Linked DNA regions of Mus musculus: region 1 is linked to region 2. A link is a contact called in public Hi-C data. All regions are on one chromosome and are shown on one strand. Each heading gives the region's core, a stretch centred on a gene start, on an enhancer-like site or on the middle of the called end of the contact. The rest is flanking DNA. Distances are from core to core; before and after follow the strand shown.

What was found. Hi-C and Micro-C count contacts between places; a contact is called where the count stands out from the background.
Region 1: a Hi-C map of uterus shows a contact between it and region 2. The contact joins two enhancer-like sites.

The regions. Positions count from the first base shown.
Region 1 is chr15:96,104,521-96,107,489 of GRCm38.p6, forward strand. No RefSeq gene overlaps it. Among named protein-coding and RNA genes, the nearest start is that of 2610037D02Rik, 92 kb to the right of the region's middle. Within about 2 kb of position 1,616, at least 12 of the 459 cell types and tissues checked have an H3K27ac peak or open chromatin away from gene starts, as enhancers often do. A contact at or near this core is called in uterus, where this site is marked.
Region 2 is chr15:95,949,929-95,953,012 of GRCm38.p6, forward strand. Ano6 (anoctamin 6) reads left to right here. Exons shown (of 20, transcript NM_175344.4): 15 at 1-28. Among named protein-coding and RNA genes, the nearest start is that of Gm41389, 40 kb to the left of the region's middle. Within about 2 kb of position 1,738, at least 32 of the 459 cell types and tissues checked have an H3K27ac peak or open chromatin away from gene starts, as enhancers often do. A contact at or near this core is called in uterus, where this site is marked.

The DNA.
Region 1 (2,969 bases), core at 366-2,865, 150 kb after region 2:
CATTTCCTCACACACCCCCCACATCCCCACACCCTCAAACCCCCTCCACCTCCCTCAAGACATGCCTTACCTGGAAAGTCTCACTCAGCAGGACGAGAGACTCCCTTTAGCTCTATAGATGGACTCCCATCTCTGTAGCTCTTCTCTGAGGCCGTACACAGAGATGCCAGGTGGTAGGTAGGGAGCTGCTGAATTCTCAGGCAAGAATCCCATACCTATTCCACCCATGTGCTCACGTGTGTGTGTGTGTGTGTGTGTGTGTGTGTGCGTGTGTGTGTGTATACACATGCCTATAAGTACATGTGTCTGTCTGTATGTTTATGTGTATATGTGTCTGTGTGCCTCTGTGTGTGTCTGTGTTTCTCTGTTTGTACATGTCTGTGTATGTGCTGTGTGTCTATGTGCTTATGTCTATCTGTGTGTACCTATGTCTGTGAGTACATGTGTCTGTATGTGTGTTTGTGTGTGTGTATGCATATGTCTATGTGTATATCGGTATGTCTCTGTCTGTACACATGTCTGTGTGCATATCTGTATGACATGTCTGTGTCCGTGTATTTGTATAAACATGTGTCTGTGTGTATATCTGTGTGTCTCTGTGTGTGTCTCTGTCAGTACGCATGTCTGTGTATCTGTGTATGTGTCTGTGTGTATGTGTCTCTATGTGTGCATGTATGCTTCTGTGTAAGTCTGTGTCTGTATCTGTGTGTTTCTCTCTGTATGTGAATGTTTGTGTGTGTTATATCTCTAAATGTCTGTGTGTGTCTGTGTACATGTCTGTGTGTGTTTTTATGTGTATGAATCTGTGTGAGTGTCTGTGTGTGTATGTGTATGTATGTATATCTTTGCATGTATGTCTATGTGTGTAGGTTCTTGTGTAAACCATCAATAAACCTGGTCGGGATGGTCTTTTGCAAAAGAATGTTGATGAATGCCCCAAGCTGGTAGCTGCTTGGCTCAGAGGACAGGCACAGCAATAGGCAAAAGGGAAATCAGTTAGTGGATGTACCAACAGACTCATGTTTAGCGTACTATCAGTGAGGACTTAGGGACTCACCCAGAGACAGGACCACTCTGAGTGACATGGGCTACAAGGCTTAGGGTAGACTTCACTATGGAAGTCAGTACAATGGCCCTAGCATCTGCAGTGGGCCTGAAGTTGCTGTAGCTCAGAAAGACTAGTATTACAAAGAAATGCTGCGTATGAGGCAGAGGACAGAGAGACCAGAACCCATATGGGTGAACTAGAACTCAAAGAGCCAAAGGGTTTCCATGGCTGCCTCTCACTATGCTACCCTCCAGGACGCCGGTGATCTACAGAAAACACCTTTCAGGATAAAGAACTGGCTGGGCCTGGCATAGCCATGGCTCAGCTAAGGCCACAGCCAACAGAGGAAGCAGTAGACAGAAGACAACGTGCAGAAGGGCGCAGGGCTCCGAAGTCATGCCAGCCTCCTCCCTGCTGTCTTCCTAACTGCAAGCAAACTTCAGATGTGGCCAACTCTAACCCAGAACCATACATGGAATGGAATTCTAGGAGAGGTGGTTCCCACAACCGAGCTGACACCCTGTCCAGCCTCCGCAGCATCCAGCAGAGACGTCTCCCTAAGAGATTTCCCAGGATTTACTGTCTTAGACCGCAACCTTTGTGGGAGATGGAACTCTGCTCTGCTCTGCTCTGCCCTGGGTTAGCGTGAACCAAAGCTTGTCAGTGAAAACACGCCACTCTCTTCCAAGCATTCTGGCTGCGATACTCTCCTCCTCTGCTCCGTCATTAAGGCAATTAGGTATCCCTGCTGAGAACACAATTGAGTCTACAGAACAATGTGATCAGCATTTTTCCCCTGGTGTTTGAGAAAGTTATCATCAAGCATAAACTTCTCCTGGTATCATATTTTACAAGATGAAAAGACTTCATTTTGTTGTCACTGACCTACCAACCTGGCATTTGTTCCTTAGAAACAATCACATTCTTCAGCCTGAGAAAGGAGACATCGCATCTCCTGATCCCCCCTCCCCTCGTTTACCGAAATGCCCGTCGGTAAAAGTTTCAACGATTTTTATTTCTAAGATGCTGCTCTCGTTCTGGAAAACAATTCTACTATCTGAATAAGTTACAGTAGTACTTCATTCTCCTTGTGTTGAAGTCAGCCCAAATAGATAATACGTCACAGTAATCTCTCAGAGCAGCCAAGATCTTAGTGATAGCTGAATTCTGAGTAGAGCAACTTGCCTGGGATGATCATTAGCTAATGGCTGCTGTTAAGATACTTAATAATATAATGACTTCATTGAGGTCAGAGCTCTGTCTCATTTGTATCTGCATACAAAGCACCTGGCGTATACTAGAAAAGCAAAACAAAATTTATCAGAGAGAACAATGGGCTTTTTAAAATGTGACTTTAAATGCTTGCCTATAAAAGCCTGGCTTTGAAGGACCGACTTAGACCTACAACTTCAAAGACAAGGTGAGCACTAAGAACACCAGTCACGTTCGGGGACAATGGAAAGGAGGTCATTTATCTGCCTCTGTTAATTTCCATCAAAAGCCATTTATCAAGCTGTGTATGGTGGCAAACATCTTTAATCCCAGCACTGGCGTGTGGGGTAAACAGAGGCAGGCAGATCTGAGTTCATGGCCAGCCTGGTCTGCACAGGGAGACCCTATCTCAAAGAAATAAAAAATAACACCCCTCCAATAACAACAAAATATTACCAATTTTAATACTATATATCAAGTAGCATTCCAGGCAAAGATAAGATGGAGACCTATCCCTCAAATACTCTGCCTTGTCTGGATGCAGACCCAGAAGCACACGGCTGACTTTTTAAAAGACTCATGTAGACAGCAGGCGGTGAGCACATGCCATCAGACTCATGTAGACAGCAGGCGGTGAGCACATGCCATCTCCGGAGCCTGTTCTGTCCGAAATAAATGGCAGGACCTAACTTCTGTGAGCCCAAGCTCA
Region 2 (3,084 bases), core at 488-2,987:
GGAACAACATACAAGAAGTCTTGCTCCCGTGAGTACTGCATAGGTGGTCCTGGGTGGCAGGAAGGGGGACAGGCCAGCCCACCCACTGAAACAGTTTACCCATGGAGCCATGCGTCTGTCTCAAAAGCAGATTAGAATGCATTGAAATTGAAGGCCTCTGGGCAAAAGGTCCAACCGGGGAGTTTGTTATGTGTTTAATAATTATATAGAAAAGCTCAGCAGACGGCTCAGTTGTAATGTGCTTCCTGGGGAATTGGGGACTCCCAGTGCCCATGTAAAAAACCAGGCACTCCCACAAACACCTGCCCTGCAGTGTTGGGGAGGGAGAACCAAGAGGAGCCCTGGAGCTCACTGGGCAGTGCGTGAGCTCAACTGGGGAGCTCTGGGCTCAAGGATAGACCATGCCTCAAAGAAACTAGAGGATGAAGATTGAGGAAGACATGTGATGTCAACCCCTGGACTTTACATGCTCCTGCACACTTGAGTGCACACCCGAACACACGCAGATGCACACAAGCACAAATGGTAGTTATAGAAGACCTTCATCTTCATCTCTAACAGAAATCCCACCTGCTGTAGTTTATGTCTCTCATGTTATCACTGAGATGGCTGTGTAAATAGACCTTTGAGAAAGGGTCCTTGTGGTCTGGAGAGATGGCTCAGTGGATAAGAGCACTGACTGCTCTTCCAAAGGTCCTGAGTTCAAATCCCAGCAACCACATGGTGACTCACAACCACCTGTAATGAGATCTGACTCCCTCTTCTGGTGCATCTGAATTCAGCTATAGTGTACTTATGTATAATAATAAATAAATCTTTATATATATATACATACACACACATACACACACACACATATAGATAGATAGATAGATAGATAGATAGATAGATATAGAGAGAGAGAGAAAGAGAGAGGGGGGGTCCTTAGCGCTGTGAACTTCATATTACCACAAATTTGCATACATCCCCCACCCATGCATACAGAAGTCATCAATAGTAACATGTCACATGCCTAATATGTGCCCATCTCTGAACTAAGAGCTGTGTGTTTTCATGTGTATGTTTATGTGTGCCGGTACATACTCACATAGCTTGATTTCATAAATCTTAATCTCCCTTTTGCTAATGAAGATCTGTGGCTTAACGGGATTAAGTGACTTACCCAGATCACACTGGCAGGGTAAACTTACAGTGGGATTTGACTCTAGGATCCCATGACTTCAGACACCTCCTGTGACCCCTGAGATATCAGAAACAATCACCACAGGAGTTTTTGAATGGTTTCCCTAAAACCTGAGAAAGTGGCAGAGCACAGCGACTCCCCATTGTTAGCAAGGGCCCTGCTGTAGGATCTGTTCACAGTCCAGCACCGCTTGTATTTTGTGCAAACAGGACACTTTTTTTTCCACTGCATTTTTTTCCATTGCAGTTTTGCACTAGTTTTCCATTGCAGTTTAACAAATTATTACATGCTTAATAGGATAAAATAAGGTTCAATGTCTTCCTGTCCCAGAGGTCAGAAGTCTGGCATGGGTCTAACTGAACTAACTTCAAGGCGTTGGTTACCCAAGGCCTTTCCAGTTCTCCAGTGAATCTGCTTTGGCCTTTTCGGGACTTGAGGTCTCCTGGACCTTTGCCTTGGGAAGCTGCCTGTCAAAGTGCTGCTCTATTCTGTGGTTCTCAGCCCTCACTGTGCCATGGAAGGTGGCCTCCTGTACTGTAGTCAATTCTTTCTTGGGAACTGACGCTCTTCAGATCTTCAGGAGGCCTGCAGGGAACCTCCCTGGAGGCTGTTCTGACCACACACATCCTTTGGCAAAAGCACTTTCTGGCTTCCCTTTTTGTTTTCATGAAACTTCTGGTCGCCCTTCTACTGTGCCTCCTCTGTTAAGTCCTTTCTATTCTGTGCCAGTACTAACAGTGTCCCCTCTCCTTAACGTCCTCCAGCGTGGAGGTAAACTTAGGAAGGATTTTAATTTCTTTGTAATGCCTTTTACCCCACTATGCAGTGGGATGGACTTGCTCAGAACTCACGCCGGGTGCAGGCTGATGCCCCCTGCATACTTCACTGCACTGCCTCTCCACATACAACAACTCCCGCCACATCCAGCTCCCAGCTCTTTTTTTGCCCTGACTCTTTGCCTCCCTCACTGCCAGGTTTCTGTTCATTCTCTCTGGAATAGTTAGCCGACCGAGTTTCAGAGCACCCACATTCTTTGCTGGGGCTTTATCCGCCCTGTTCTGTGTGACCTGTCAAGGCCCTTCTTAAAGCAAAGACAACACTCCCATCCCAGGAAAGGATTCCAGCTTTAGCTGTGAGATAACTCTAATCCTGCTGCACAGCAAACAACCCTTCCTTTCATCAAGTTCATATTTGTGTTTTTCCAGATAAGTGAAAGTAGGTCATGCACAAATCAGGCTGTTTCAATATGAAAATGTATTAAAAAAAAAAAAAACAAAACACTTAACTCATTCTTAGACTACTAAGGGAGCATTTTCTGAGCCAAGTAGGTTGTTTAACACTAAATTGTTTGATTAAGTAACTGCTTGGCAGTGAGCTGTTTTCTGAGCTTTAAATGTTAGTGGGTAGGGTATATTTCCTAAATTAATTATGAGCAATTGAAATGTGACCTGCAGCACCCAGGGCCTGTCCATGCTTTGACTCCAGGTAAGCTTATTGTTAACAATCACAGAGATTCTGGCTTAAAGATACTGATGTCATAGCTTGTTAATTCTCTTCCACTGGATCGAGACCCAAGACTTCCAAGTGTCGGTCAGGACAGCCTCCCTGGGGCCATTTTTCTGTGTGGGCCAGTTCCCTGCTTCCACATAGAATCCAGAACCGTGGAGTGCCCATCACCTCTGCTCCCCAGACCCTTACTCCTCTGAAGAGTGTCAGAGCAAAGGAAGAGCCATCCCAGTTCCTTTCATATGAGGTTGCTATGCCAGAGGAACACAGTAAAGGATATTTGATGAGAAGTTCTTAGACTTGGCTGTTTCAGGCCCACACCCTTCATTCCACATGGATTCCTAGACTACGCTGAGCCTACAGCTAGACTAGTTCCCAGTACAGAGCAGGCACTG